Linked DNA regions of Mus musculus: region 2 is linked to region 1. Evidence: chromatin contacts called from public Hi-C data. All regions are on one chromosome and are shown on one strand. Each heading gives the region's core, a stretch centred on a gene start, on an enhancer-like site or on the middle of the called end of the contact. The rest is flanking DNA. Distances are from core to core; before and after follow the strand shown.

Region 1 (6,406 bases), core at 2,544-5,043:
GGGATTTTAAATATTGCCTGTGGAGAGTAAAAATTACCCCAGCACACAGGAAGGAGCTCAGCCTATTAAGACCTCAAGATCTTCCCTTGCATCAACAGCAAACACTCCCCCTGCATCTCCTCTTGGAGGGACTCCTAAGATACTTATTAGAATTCAAGACACTCATTAATTTGTAGGATACTGAACAACCTTGCATTTTTCAGGCTTGCGTGGGCACCAGAGAAATGCTATTTAAGGATGCTAATATCTACTCATCAACACAGAAGACACAGCCCAGTTCCCAAATTGTAGCTCCTTTATAAGAGAAGTAGCCATGGAATGTGAAAACTCCTGCCTTAGGAATTAAGTAGGGATTTCTGAAGATGACTTGGATCTAATTTAGAGGTCCATGGGCTGTCTGGAGTCCAGGGAAACATAATAATTAAGTATTTCGTAACCACGAACTTGCTGAGGGTTGCTTCTGTACCACCTAATGGTTGGAGGAGTACAAACAGGAAAATTTTAAGAATGATTCTTTTTCCGTTTTAAGATCACCCAAAGATCATGTTCCTTGATTTAAGAGCCAGAGGACCAGTGGCAAGGTGTGGCTGTCTTTTTTTTTTTTTGGCTGAGTGGCCTGTCACTACCTCTGTGAAAGTGGGGTAGCATCAACAAATCTGGAGCTGCTATGGGAGCAAAGCAATCTTTGTAAACATCTGTAGGATGGTAGAGAGGACAAGAAGACATTAGTCCACGCTTCCATTAACTGCTAAGGGGAAATGCGTGCCCAAAGCCCAAGAAATGAACCACATAAATTGAGAGGTCTGTGTGAAGGCTGTGGTCTTTGTCTTTCTCAGATAGAAAAGAGATCTGGCGCGCTTCCATTTCACGGCTGACTTTGCTTCCCAGGGGCCCCTGCGGGTACATCTGTTTGCGCCAGGGAGCACCAGATTACTTTTCCCCTTTGGGGGCATTGACGTACGTATGTGATTATTTATGGTTTTGCTCTCACCAATGGTTTGTTTTCTGTTCTGTGCTTACTGAGCACACAGCCTCAACCACCGTGGCTTTGCTCCTGGGCAGACCCTACCGTGTGCTTTTGCCGCTCCTTCTGTCTCTGCAGCCACTGCCTTCCGGCACCCAAGTGGGGCTGTGCAGACATTCCGAGGATGCTGGGCAGAGAGAAGAATCTTTCCTAGAACAGTGTTTACGAACTCGAGGTCCCGACTTAGGTGATGTTAGGGGACACAGGGATGTTTCCTTAAGTGACATCTCATGGAGATGTGCTCTGGTGCTCTGGAGAACAGCGTTTCTTTTTCAATTCGCTCTAGTCCCTTTGACTCTAGAAATTATCAGAACGTTTCTTGTTAGCACCATTTAGCTGTTGGCTAAATAAGACTCTTAGAAACAGATTTCAGGTCCAGACATTTGACACGTATGAATCAATAAAGTTTTATTGTCACAGGTTTTAACTTTTCAGTTTATGACAAATAACATGCCACTTTTTATTTGTAATAATAAATGAGCCTCTAAAAATGTCTCCCTTTAATAACAGAAATCTTTGAGTTGGAAAGTGAAGACTGAAAAAATAAGAGTACAGAAATACACAAATAAGCTAAAACTTGGGGGGTGGGGCTAACACGGCTAAAGTTTCCTTTTTGTTTAGGATCACTGAAAGAAGCTAAATATGGCCAGGGAGGTAGACCAGTGCTGCTCTAAGCAAATGCAGAGGCCCTTTCTTCCTTCCTTTCTTCCACTGGTACCTGTCCTTACTTTCATCACTGGGACAAGCTCACCATCACCTTACATCAGCACTACTGATCCATGCCAACATCTCACTTCTCTTGCCACCACCCCTACTCCTGCGCTGCTAGACCAGGTTTTTACCACTCAGGCCTCTAGTGCTGGAACGAGGTCCCACCATCCTCCTTAATTCTGTTCAGTCATTCTTACTTCCAGTGCCCAGAGCGTGCATATGTATGTATGAATATGTGTATATGTATGTGTATATATACACACATATATATTTTATATCTGCGTATATCATACATGTATATATACACATACACAAACTTGTTAAACTTGGGAGTAAGGCTAACATAGCTAAAGTTTCTATCATCTATCTATCTATCTATCTATCTATGTGTGTGTGAATATATATACAGTATGTACATAAAATATATGTATATAAATATATAAGTATGTGATATATATGTATATATACACATATATGTGTGTGTATATATACACGTATATGTGTATATATATATATATATATATATATATATATATATATATATATACACACATATCTTAGCTTCTTACTGGGAACTTAACAGTGCTTCCCACCAAAATATCTGGTCACATCTAATTTTTTCTGCCTGCCATTTCATGATTTTTCCATCTCTCCTCTGGGTCTCCTGTTAGTATCCCATTGCTCAGTATCATTGTAAAAGCTCTGGAACTGAGAATTGTCTTAGGCAGGGTTCTATTGCTCTGAAGAGACACTGTGACCACCGCAACTCTTATGAAGGAGAACATTTAATTAATTGGGGCTGACTTACAGCTCGAGAGGTTTAGTCCATTGTCATCATGGTGGGGGGCATTGGTGGCACACAGGAGAGTGGCTAAGAGTTCTCCATCCAGATTTGCATGCAGCAGGAAGAGAAGACACTGGGCCTGGCTTGAGTCTTTGAAACTCAAAGCCCACCCCAAGTGACACACTTCCTCCATCTAGGCCATATATCCTAATAGTGCCACTCTCTGGTGACCAGCATCAAATCTAGGAGCCTAAAGGGGACATTTCTACTCAAACCACTACAGTAACCTTATAAAGAGATACATCTACTTAGTTCACAATTCTAGAATTTCAAGGGCCCAGATCTCAGGATTGTCACCTTGCTGGCAGAGTCCTAAGGAAGCCCAGGGCAGAGCATGCCCAACACAAGGGAGTGCATATCTATTACTGTCTGTCTCTTCTGGTCTCACCTCCCCTCTATAGAAAGGCACCAGTAATGCTGATGTTCTATTCTCTTCCCAAAGAACCCTTCCCAACAGGTAGCTGGAATAAGTCACCGCCCTTGTAATTATTAGGCAATATCTATAATGGAGAAATGTCAACACACCAAGCCTTGATGGGCACATGCAAACCATATCCACACCACAACATCCCCCCTTTCCATTTTATCTCTCTAGAACATTCCTTTTTCCCATTGAGGTCTTCATAGTTTTATTGTGAACACTTAATATGCTATTCAAGATTTCTCTGTAAGTTCAGTTTTTGATAGTTTGTAGTTATGGATTTATGATTTATTTAATCAGTCTCTTATGAGATATTTTATTCATTTCTATTCACTCTTTATAATGATCAACACTACATTGAAAACGCTAATAAACAACCCCACAGTCAAGCCTGTATATGAAATATACAATCAGAAAAAGACACTTTGTATCTCTTTCCTACTTCCTACTGTTGCAACAAACTAAACAAACAGGGATCAAGTAAAGCATAAGGAAAACAAGGACATTCTAGAATGTCACTTTAAACAGGGAGCTTCAATTGTTGTAAATTAAAACAAAACAAAACAAAACAGAACCACCTCATTTGGGGTGTGGTGGTAAGCTAAGCACCTTTCCAGTAGTCAGACCTGAAATGATTTAACAGCCCGGGCAACAGGGCAAGACCTTATCGATAAGACAGATACTCCTTCAGGTCATCTAACCTTGCTGGCTTCTCTGAGTCAGAGCAGGAAGAATTAGAACAGCACCAGGATGACATGTGTTTGTCCTTTCGTAGACCAAGAGAGACAGTCACTGCCAAAACCTCACGAATGCTGCAACTTGGAAGGCGTCCAGCTTCCTTTGGAACCCCAGTAGTCCCCAGACTGCAGGTCAGCAGCCTGACAAAGTGGAGCCTCTGGTCTCAACTCTGTGTACCAGCAGGGGTCAGGTGACCTGGAGCTGCTTTGGAGAAGTAAATTATTTTTGTTTGGTGGGAAGCAAGAGTGTAGGGGTGAGGAGATATTGCCCTAAATATGATATGATCCAGCTGTCCAAACATGGGTGACTCAGCTCGGCCTCTCACCCGGCTGCACATCCAGATGTTTGCCCTCACACAGCCATGATGATCTGTCCTTCTATTGAGTGCAACTTGTACTAATTGTGTTTGTCAAAGACTTACATTTGGTTTTAATTAGGGGCCATCTAGTTTGATTCAGTCAGTCCCACCCCTGAGTTTTAGTACTGGACACAGCCCACATTATTAAGAAACTTTAAGTCCCAACTGACCTATGTCTTGCTATTATGAGCACTGAGGTTTCTATTCCATCTCAGTTCAAATAAAAGAAACTTTAAGACTACAGTAATTATTTGAATTGGTTACCAGTATCTATCTGTTAGAATTCAAATAACTCTTTAACATCTATACATCCTCCAACTACTGAATTCTCAGGATGGCAATGGGTTCTTAATATTTATTTATCTTTGTTCTCAGAAGTCTCCGACAATTACATTTCATGGTTAGACCGGCTTTCAAATTCTGACCAGATGTGTGGTCTTGCCTGGGTCACCAATAATGTCTCTGAATTTAATTTCCTCATTTGAAATTTAGAGGATTAGAAGATGTTATTGTGAAGATTAAATATCGTAGACTATTTAAAAATACTCACCAGCATATTTGCTGGGTAGCATATATGCAAATATACAGGAGTTCTTTCTGTTCTCTCTTTACAAAGTCTTTGGTAGAGTCTGATTTAGGAATCTCATGTCTGGTCTGACCTCTAGGAGAGTGAGTTAGCTTTTCAACAGCTTCAGTGTCCTGCATTTTTTAGGTTATCCTTTTTTCCCTCCTGAGAGACAAAGCAAGAACAGCGCAGGAAACCCAGGTAAGCAGAGAGGAAGCAAGAACTGTTCTCTGTGAGTCACTTTCTACAGCATTGCCCCATCATCTGAGTTAATGCTCTGACAACCCAAAGCAATCTGAATTTCTCAAGGCCATCAGCAAGACGTGCCAGGAGAGCAGAGTCGCAGAAAGTCAAGTACACAGGCCAGCTAACTGCCTGATATGCTCTGCTGTGAACTCAGTGTGTTTCTCCAGAATTCATGGCCTGAAGCTGTGATTCCAGTATATGAAGGTTAGCTTCCTAAGGAAGTCATACTCAGGACATAAGGACAACCTATTCATCATTAAAAGTAAATAGCCTGTCTGATTAATTACAGTTATTCTCCCAGACCTTTCAAAACTGTGACCCATTCTTGGAGAGAAGACAAAATGAAGTTTCTTCATCTATAAAGTTGAAGCCAAGTCAAAGAAAGATGGAGACACCCAAGCAAGATGTCCTCCCAGTCTAGGTACATCTGCAAGCAGCTTATTCTCTTCTATCCCCATCTCCTTCAGTGCCTACACATGCCCCGCCTTCCCTTTAGTTTCCTCCTCACAGTTAAATGCTCTGCTCCATTCAGGTTTGCTGCCTCACGTGCTCCTTAATCACCCAACACCCATCCCTTACTTCAGCTCCTGATGTTTTAGTATATATAGACTGAGACAAATTTAAGACTGCATTAGGAAGAGGCAATAAATATCTAGGGCACAGATCCGAGGAACATGGGTAGGGCTGGTTTTCCAATGCAAGAGTGCCTCAGCATTCTGAGTGATGACCCCACAGCAGAGGGACCTTCCCCAGTTGGTTTCCTGGACCTTCTTTGAGCCAGGCAGAAGCCATGCCTGGTCTTTACATAGTTCCCTATAGTTTCTACTTACTGTGGTAATCATAGTCTACGTCTGAGAGCCCCTTCACACAAATCCATGAACAAAGTGGCTTAAAAAGACCCAGTGCACACTTAATGATCACATACATAGGCCAGCTAACTGCTTGATATGCTCTGCTGCGAGCTCAATGCGTTTCTCCAGAATTCATGACCTGAAGCCATAATTCCAGTGTATGAAGGTTAGCTTCCTAATGAAGTAATTAAAACTTAAGTGAGAACCGCAAAGGCACAACCCTGATCCAACTATTAGAAAACACTCAGCGTCCGTGCTCTCTGACCATTTGCGATACATTGGGAGAACCTCCACCTGATGCATACAGCTCGCACCTAGATCCTGGACTTCCAATACTTAAAACTGTGAGAAAACTAAGTTTGGTTGCTTAAACATTAGGTCTGCTTGGTATTTTATTACGGCAGCCCAGCATACTGATACTTGTGACAGTTGAGTCAATCCACTAAAGAATCGCAATACCTTCTATTAATCCAATGGCCACATAAGAGCGGAGTGAGGAAGAATAAATCTTTAACCCTAAATGTTAAAAAAGAAAAAGAAAGAAGAGATGAAGATGGACCGGAGAGATGGCTTAGCAGTGAAGAGCACGCGTTGCTTCTGCAGAGAAGCTGAATTCAGTTCCCAGAACCAACACGGTAGTCATCACTA
Region 2 (6,406 bases), core at 1,498-3,997, 910 kb before region 1:
TAGATGAAAGAGAGGAGAGAAGCAGGGGGAAGGTGCTGAGGAAGGATGGAGCAGAAGGCAGCAGAAGGCAGGAGACAGAAAAGCAGAAGCGGGTTATGGGGAGTGGGTGGACGGGTGCAAGGGAAGTCAGGCAATGGGCAAGAAGAGGGAAACAACAAAATTTAAAACAAAACAAAACACATGAACAATTGTTTTGACAATGCCACAATGATGCCAGGCGTGGTGGTGAAGGCTTTTAATCCTAACACTCAGGAGTCAGGGGCAGCCAATATCTGTTAGTTCAAATCTAGCCACATGAGAACTTATTTTTTTAAATGTTATAATGAAACCTAATACCGCATGTGCCATATATATATATATACATATATATGTATATATATATGATATGATATATTTAGTTGAATATATATATATTCAACTATAAAAAATCACTAGTTACCAACTAAGAAACTGGCTGATAGAATTAATGAGTCAAGTAAAGTGTCTGAAATGAGACCACTAGGGGTGTTTCGGTGGGGGCTCTCTGGGATTTTGCAAATCCTTTCTGGGTGGTCCCTTACCCCTCTGCTTCTAGGTCATCCATCACTGAAGAAAAAGAAGCAGCAGCCCTGACCCAGGAGGTTCAGGATGATAGAGTTTCAGCATCTTCTAGGAACAAATACAACCCAAAATTCACCTCTATGGGAAGCTGACATGTGTGAGAGGGTAACGGTGTCTGAGGCAGGCCAGCCAGAACACATTTCCTAAGGAGCCTTCTGAATGGAAGGTGTCTTAGAAGAGAAGGAAGGCAGCTATCCTGAGAGTCTTCTCTAGAGATAAGGTGAGCTTCCAGGCTTGGACCAAAGAAAGCTGGTGACCATGTGGAACCAGTCCACACCTGAACAGAACCATTCAGACTCATTTCTTTCGTCCTGCATTCTCCTGTTGTGTTACTGCAGTGCTAGGGCAGAAGGGAGCTGCAGAGGTAGGGGAGGGGCAAGGCGACCCTACCGATCTCCAGGTCAGTCATTCAAGTCTTAGAGATGGGATGTACATTCCTGTCAGTCAGGCCAGAGTGGTGACCACATGCCCACCATTCACTTATGAACCATACTTAAGTGTCATCTGTGTTACAATTCAAAGGAGTCTGCTTACCTTCTTCCTTACCACAAGCATCAGGCAAAAGGAGACCAAAACAGGAAATACTAATGATGGCTAGGTTGTAGAATGTAGCCAAATGGGCTTAGTACAATCTCTCTCTCCCCCATCCTGAACTCACTCCCACAGCTACATGGTCAGCACCTTCTGGCAACAGCCATCTTCTAGAAACTACACTCAGGCTCAGAAGGGAGTGACCCACCCCAGAAAAGCAGCTGAGTCACCCTGTCCCAGTTTCCCCTTCTGAACTCCTCCTGACTCCCCAGTCAGATAAATCATGCCTGCTCTCTTGGGGAGACATGAGTAAAGGGCGGTGGGGGAGGCCAGGCATAGTATTCAGTACCGTAGCTCAAATCTTGGGCACCCGGGGTTTCCAGAGAAGAGAGAGCGTGGGGCAATCTCTCCTGGGAAACCACTGTGTATATATTCATGCCCCTTCCCTCAGCCACAACACAGATAAACCCCAGTGCTCAGCACCCAGACCAAAGCAGAGCTTCAGTTGTGTTTCCAAAACTCCTTGCTGCATCTGCCCCAGCCTTTGCAACAGCTGCTTTCTCTTCATCCCCTGCTCTAGATTTCCAGCTCTGGAAAGTCAGGGACCATAGCCACTATTTTAGAATTCGGCACATAGCAGATATCTCAGGACTGTTAGGGATGTTTGGATGAATAAGGAATAAAAGCTCCATACAGGTAGGATGCGAGAGTTTGAGCATGAAGTGTCGCCCCCCCCCCCCCAAAAGAGGTTCATGCACTGAAGGCTTAGACCCCAACTGGTAGTGCTATTCTGGTAGGTTCTAGAAGCCTTAGGAAGTAGAACCTATATGGAAGAAGTGGGTCAAAATGGGTATGCTCGTGAGAGCTATGACAAGTCCCCAGATCCCTTGTCACTTCTGCTTTCTGGTTAGACATACATGATGGTACCACCATGACCCACGTTTCTCCACAGAACCAAGTAACCATGGACTGAGCCCTTTGAAACCGTGAGCCAAAAGAATCCTCCCATTTAAATGTTTCCCTTAGGTATTCTGGTCCTGGCACCTAAAGTTCTAACATATAGGTCCACCCAGTCCCACCATATATATGCCATTTGATTCTGTCTAACGGTAAAGTTGCCTTAGTTCTAAGGGGAAGAGTGTACCATCCTAGAACAGAAATCCCTGAGGGTCCCAGACTCAAGAGACAATTGGGGTCAGAACTAAAATCTTCAGGAAGCTAAGAGTTCCCAAGTGACATGAGCCCTCCCTGCTCCCTGCAGCTGGCACTGGCCCTAGCCTGAGTACTGGCCTCTTATAGGCCTCTTCTTGTCTACATATGGTTTCAGCCTTCCTCTAGGGGGCTTAGAACTTAGGCTCGGGGCTAACAACTACATCTGGGAGGCTCTAACCCAGAGAAACACAAAGACCTCTTTCAAAGTACAAGTACTGAAAAAAAAAATATAATCTCAACACTTCCTCCGTATGCGTCATACCTTTTTTTTTTTTTTTTCCTGATGTCAATAGCATGTTGGCCGATTGGGTCTCAGAGACCATGTTAGGATGAACACTGGTTGCTGTGTTTAATTAGAAGGGCAAAAGATAGAGTAGCTTGGACTTTGAGCAGAAAGAAAACCAAGAGGAGGAGCTATGAGGCCTGGCAGATGTTCTCTGACACAGTCAGTCCCTGCCAGCTCTGGGCCCTGTCCCACCCCTGTAGAAATTCTGGCAAGTCCTATCGTTATTTTTTCTAACCTGTCATTATCTGTCTCCTGGAGGTAATAACTTCAAATTTCATAGGACTGTTCAGTGAAAATTAAACAAAAGGAAACACATCGGATACTTTCTATAGTACTAAACATATAGCAAGTATCTGGCACCAGTATTTTTGAATCATAGACATTGCTTTATTGTTTTTTGCTTTGCTTTAAGATTTGCTTGTAAGATTCTAGAGAGAGGCAAGCGGCCAAGGAGAAAAAGATGATTAACAGTTTCCAGGGACCCATGCTGAAGTAGTGGTAACGCTGGAGTGACCCCTTGCTGGGGCACAGATGTTCAAGCCTCCAGATGTTCACACTGGACTGGTTTTCTGTATGTAGCACAAAGGAGCTGAAACCCAAACAGGTCTGGGAAACTTGTACAAGCACAAAGTCAGTCGGGAGCACAGCGACAGTCTTAAATCAATTGCAAATAAAAGCCCCAAGAAGGAACTCTACTACCGCCTGCACCCGCGGTAACCTGGAAAGCTTGCTTCTGCTTCGGGTTTCTCCACATTATACAAAGGAGTAGGAGAGAGAGAAGTGGGGAAAGAGGAGGGGTGAAAGATGGGGAGGGGAAGGATGGAGAGGAGGAAGAGGAGAAGAGAGGGGGAAAAGGGAAGATGGAGGAGAAAGAAGAGGGGGAAGAAAGCGGTGGGGGGAGACTTTTTAAACATTCCTCCCCCAACTTCCTGCCTCCTGGAGAGAGGAGCCAGCAGCCACCAGAGATCTTAGAGGGACGCCTTGTGTCTGGGCCACCACGGGCAGTCAAGGAGCCTTGCTTTTGGTCCTAGGGGAAGCTGTCCCTTGAGGAGGCTGCAGTGTGTCCACCAACATGGTTCAATGAGGGCAGTAGTTTGCACACATGGGGAACCACTAGGAATGACAGAGTCTAGCCCCGGGGCTATTTTAGGCCAGACCCAGAATTGGAGTCAGTGGAGGTTTTGTTTATGTAACATCTGCTCAAGGCTCTTTGGAGCAAATAACCCAGGCTTCCAGGCCTGCGCTCGCTCAACGAGCAGGGGCGTGGCTTCGAGCTTCCTGTTGTTCTTGGCACTGCTTCCCTGCTGTTGTGGCTCCTCTCCCAAAGCTGTTTGCTGCCTCCTAGGCTCAGCGCAGTAGCTTTCTCCTTAGATCCCTTTCTAGGGTCAGGATAGCTTGTAAGTAGCCATGAAGCTAGAGGAGATGGTACCGCAGGGACTATGCTCCAGGGAGTTGCTTCCTGACCCCCGGGTGTCCTGGCCACTTGTCAGCCTCCCCCTGCTTCACAGTGCCCGCCCGATCTCTTACTTGAACAGCTTTCATGACAGGTCTGGCATGCTAGACAAAAGATTCTGTTCTGTATTCTGAGAGCACAGATCTGAATCACGACCTGCACCTGATCCTTGCGGTCTGGAATTGTCTTTACCTGAAAAGCATATAAACAGGACTGTTTCTTGGTGTCCTCCTGCGATTGGCTCCAGTACCCAGTGGATACTGAGATGCAAGGATGCTCGAGTACCTTCTGTGAGATGGATAGTGTTTGCATAAAACCCACGCAATCTCCTGATTACTTGTTTCACACAAATCAATGTAAGTGCTGTGAGTAGCTGCAGTTATTGCTTAGGGGAAAATGACCAGGAAAACAGGAGTGTACATGTTTAGGACAGATGCGGTTGTTTTTCATAAACATTGTTGTCTGTGTTTGATTGACCCCATGAAGGCAGAGCAGACACAGTGGGTTACCGTACATATTATAATATACACTAATTTTCTTTGTTTCAGGCCTTCTCAAGGGCATGAAGACTGTAGCTTTCTAAAAATCCAGATAATGTAGGTACTGTGTATTTTGTCATGAACTCTTTGTATGTCTGTGTGTGACAATTACGTATGTGTATGCATATCTATAGCTATCTATATTTATATCTATCTATATATAATGTATTTTGACTAAATTCACTCTCCCCCATTCTTTCTTGTCCCCTCTTGCTGAACTCCATATTCCTTCCACCCAGTCCCTCTCCTACTTTCCTGACATTTTTTCTGTTCTTCCTCCCCGTCCCCACTCACAACTTACTGATTTTAATCAGCATTGTTTACATGAGCTTGGATAGGAATACTATTTCCTAAAGTCTGGACGACCTACCTGTGGCCAGGAGGAAAATCCCCTCCCCTCCCCTCCCCTGATACCCTGTTAGCTGCCAAGAACTCCTCAAGGAAGGCTAGGCCTCATGAGGAGGCCTCCCTCCCTTACAAATGATGGACCACTGATGGGCCCTCAGTGGGCAGGTAACCATGGCTACAAGTTTATGAGTACAGTGGCCATGTCATCCTGAAGATTGGGCTTCGCAGCACTCTTCCTCATCTTCTGACTTACATTCTTTCTAGTCCCTGCTCCATGATCCTCTTTGTGCCTTGGAGGGGGAAATACAGATGTGTGGATACACACAGAGGATAGCACTGTCAGAACGCCCCACTGCCTCAGCCGGTGGCAGAGGCTACTGCCTCACTCTCAGCATCTCGGAACAGGAAGCAACTCAATGTCCCACCAAAGTGAAACAGATAAGTAAACTTAGCTACACTCACACAGCATCTCATATACTCATACAGAATACTCTGCCTCTGCAGAAAAGAATGTGTCACCCATGCCCTCAACTGTACCCATGTCTAGATCTGTACCCATGCCCACATCTGTACCCATGCCCACATCTGTACCCATGCCCACATCTGTACCCATGGCCGTATCTGTATCCACACCCACATCTGTACCCATGCCCACATCTGTACCCATGCCCACATCTGTACCCATGCCCACATCTGTACCCATGCCCACATCTGTACCCATGGCCGTATCTGTATCCACACCCACATCTGTACCCATGCCCATATCTGCGCCTGTACGAGCAGGATATGAATGAAGTCTCTGCCAATAGGAACAACTTTAGGAAAAACTTTAATTTTTTCCTCATGTTTGAAGGCAAATTTTCAAGTCTCTAAACCCTTGCCTAACTTCTGCTAATCTTCTCTGGCGTAGAGAAGGGCGCCAGCTTCCTAATAGCTCTGCTTCCCACAAGCCTGGGGAAGTGGAAGCACAGCTCTTGGTGGGGAAGAACTCAACTTTGATTGTAGATTTTCTTATTCTTACTAAAACCCAATAGACTAGCCAGTTGACCAAGGGAAAACAGTTGTTTCAAATTAGGTATAATTTTGAATTAAGCCAACATCGGCTTAATACATTTCAACTTAGATATTTTCCTATACACAAGATATTTCCCTAAGTCCTACAAAGATCGATATTTGGCCTCACGCTTTGTAAAACATCAAAGCAAGCTTGTTTCTGACAGTTGTACTGCCAATGCCCTGGATTCAGAGGAAAGGATTTTTATAAAAATCATTTCTGTCCGGGGACGGAGTCTTCATTCACTCAAGTAATAGATTTGGAAACAAAAGCAGTTAAGACATGTACGCTCCACTAACAAGCCAAAGTGCTTGCAGGTCTGTAAAACATGGCGCTACTCCAGGCAGTTCATCATCCCATCCATCTTCCCCTCGCAGATACTC

Evidence for each region. Hi-C and Micro-C count contacts between places; a contact is called where the count stands out from the background.
Region 2: a contact with region 1 is called in a Hi-C map of uterus. The contact joins two enhancer-like sites.

What each region holds. Positions count from the first base shown.
Region 1 is chr5:73,879,683-73,886,088 of GRCm38.p6, reverse strand. No RefSeq gene overlaps it. Among named protein-coding and RNA genes, the nearest start is that of 1700019F05Rik, 30 kb to the left of the region's middle. Within about 2 kb of position 3,793, at least 28 of the 459 cell types and tissues checked have an H3K27ac peak or open chromatin away from gene starts, as enhancers often do. A contact at or near this core is called in uterus, where this site is marked.
Region 2 is chr5:74,789,927-74,796,332 of GRCm38.p6, reverse strand. No RefSeq gene overlaps it. Among named protein-coding and RNA genes, the nearest start is that of Lnx1, 90 kb to the right of the region's middle. Within about 2 kb of position 2,747, at least 196 of the 459 cell types and tissues checked have an H3K27ac peak or open chromatin away from gene starts, as enhancers often do. A contact at or near this core is called in uterus, where this site is marked.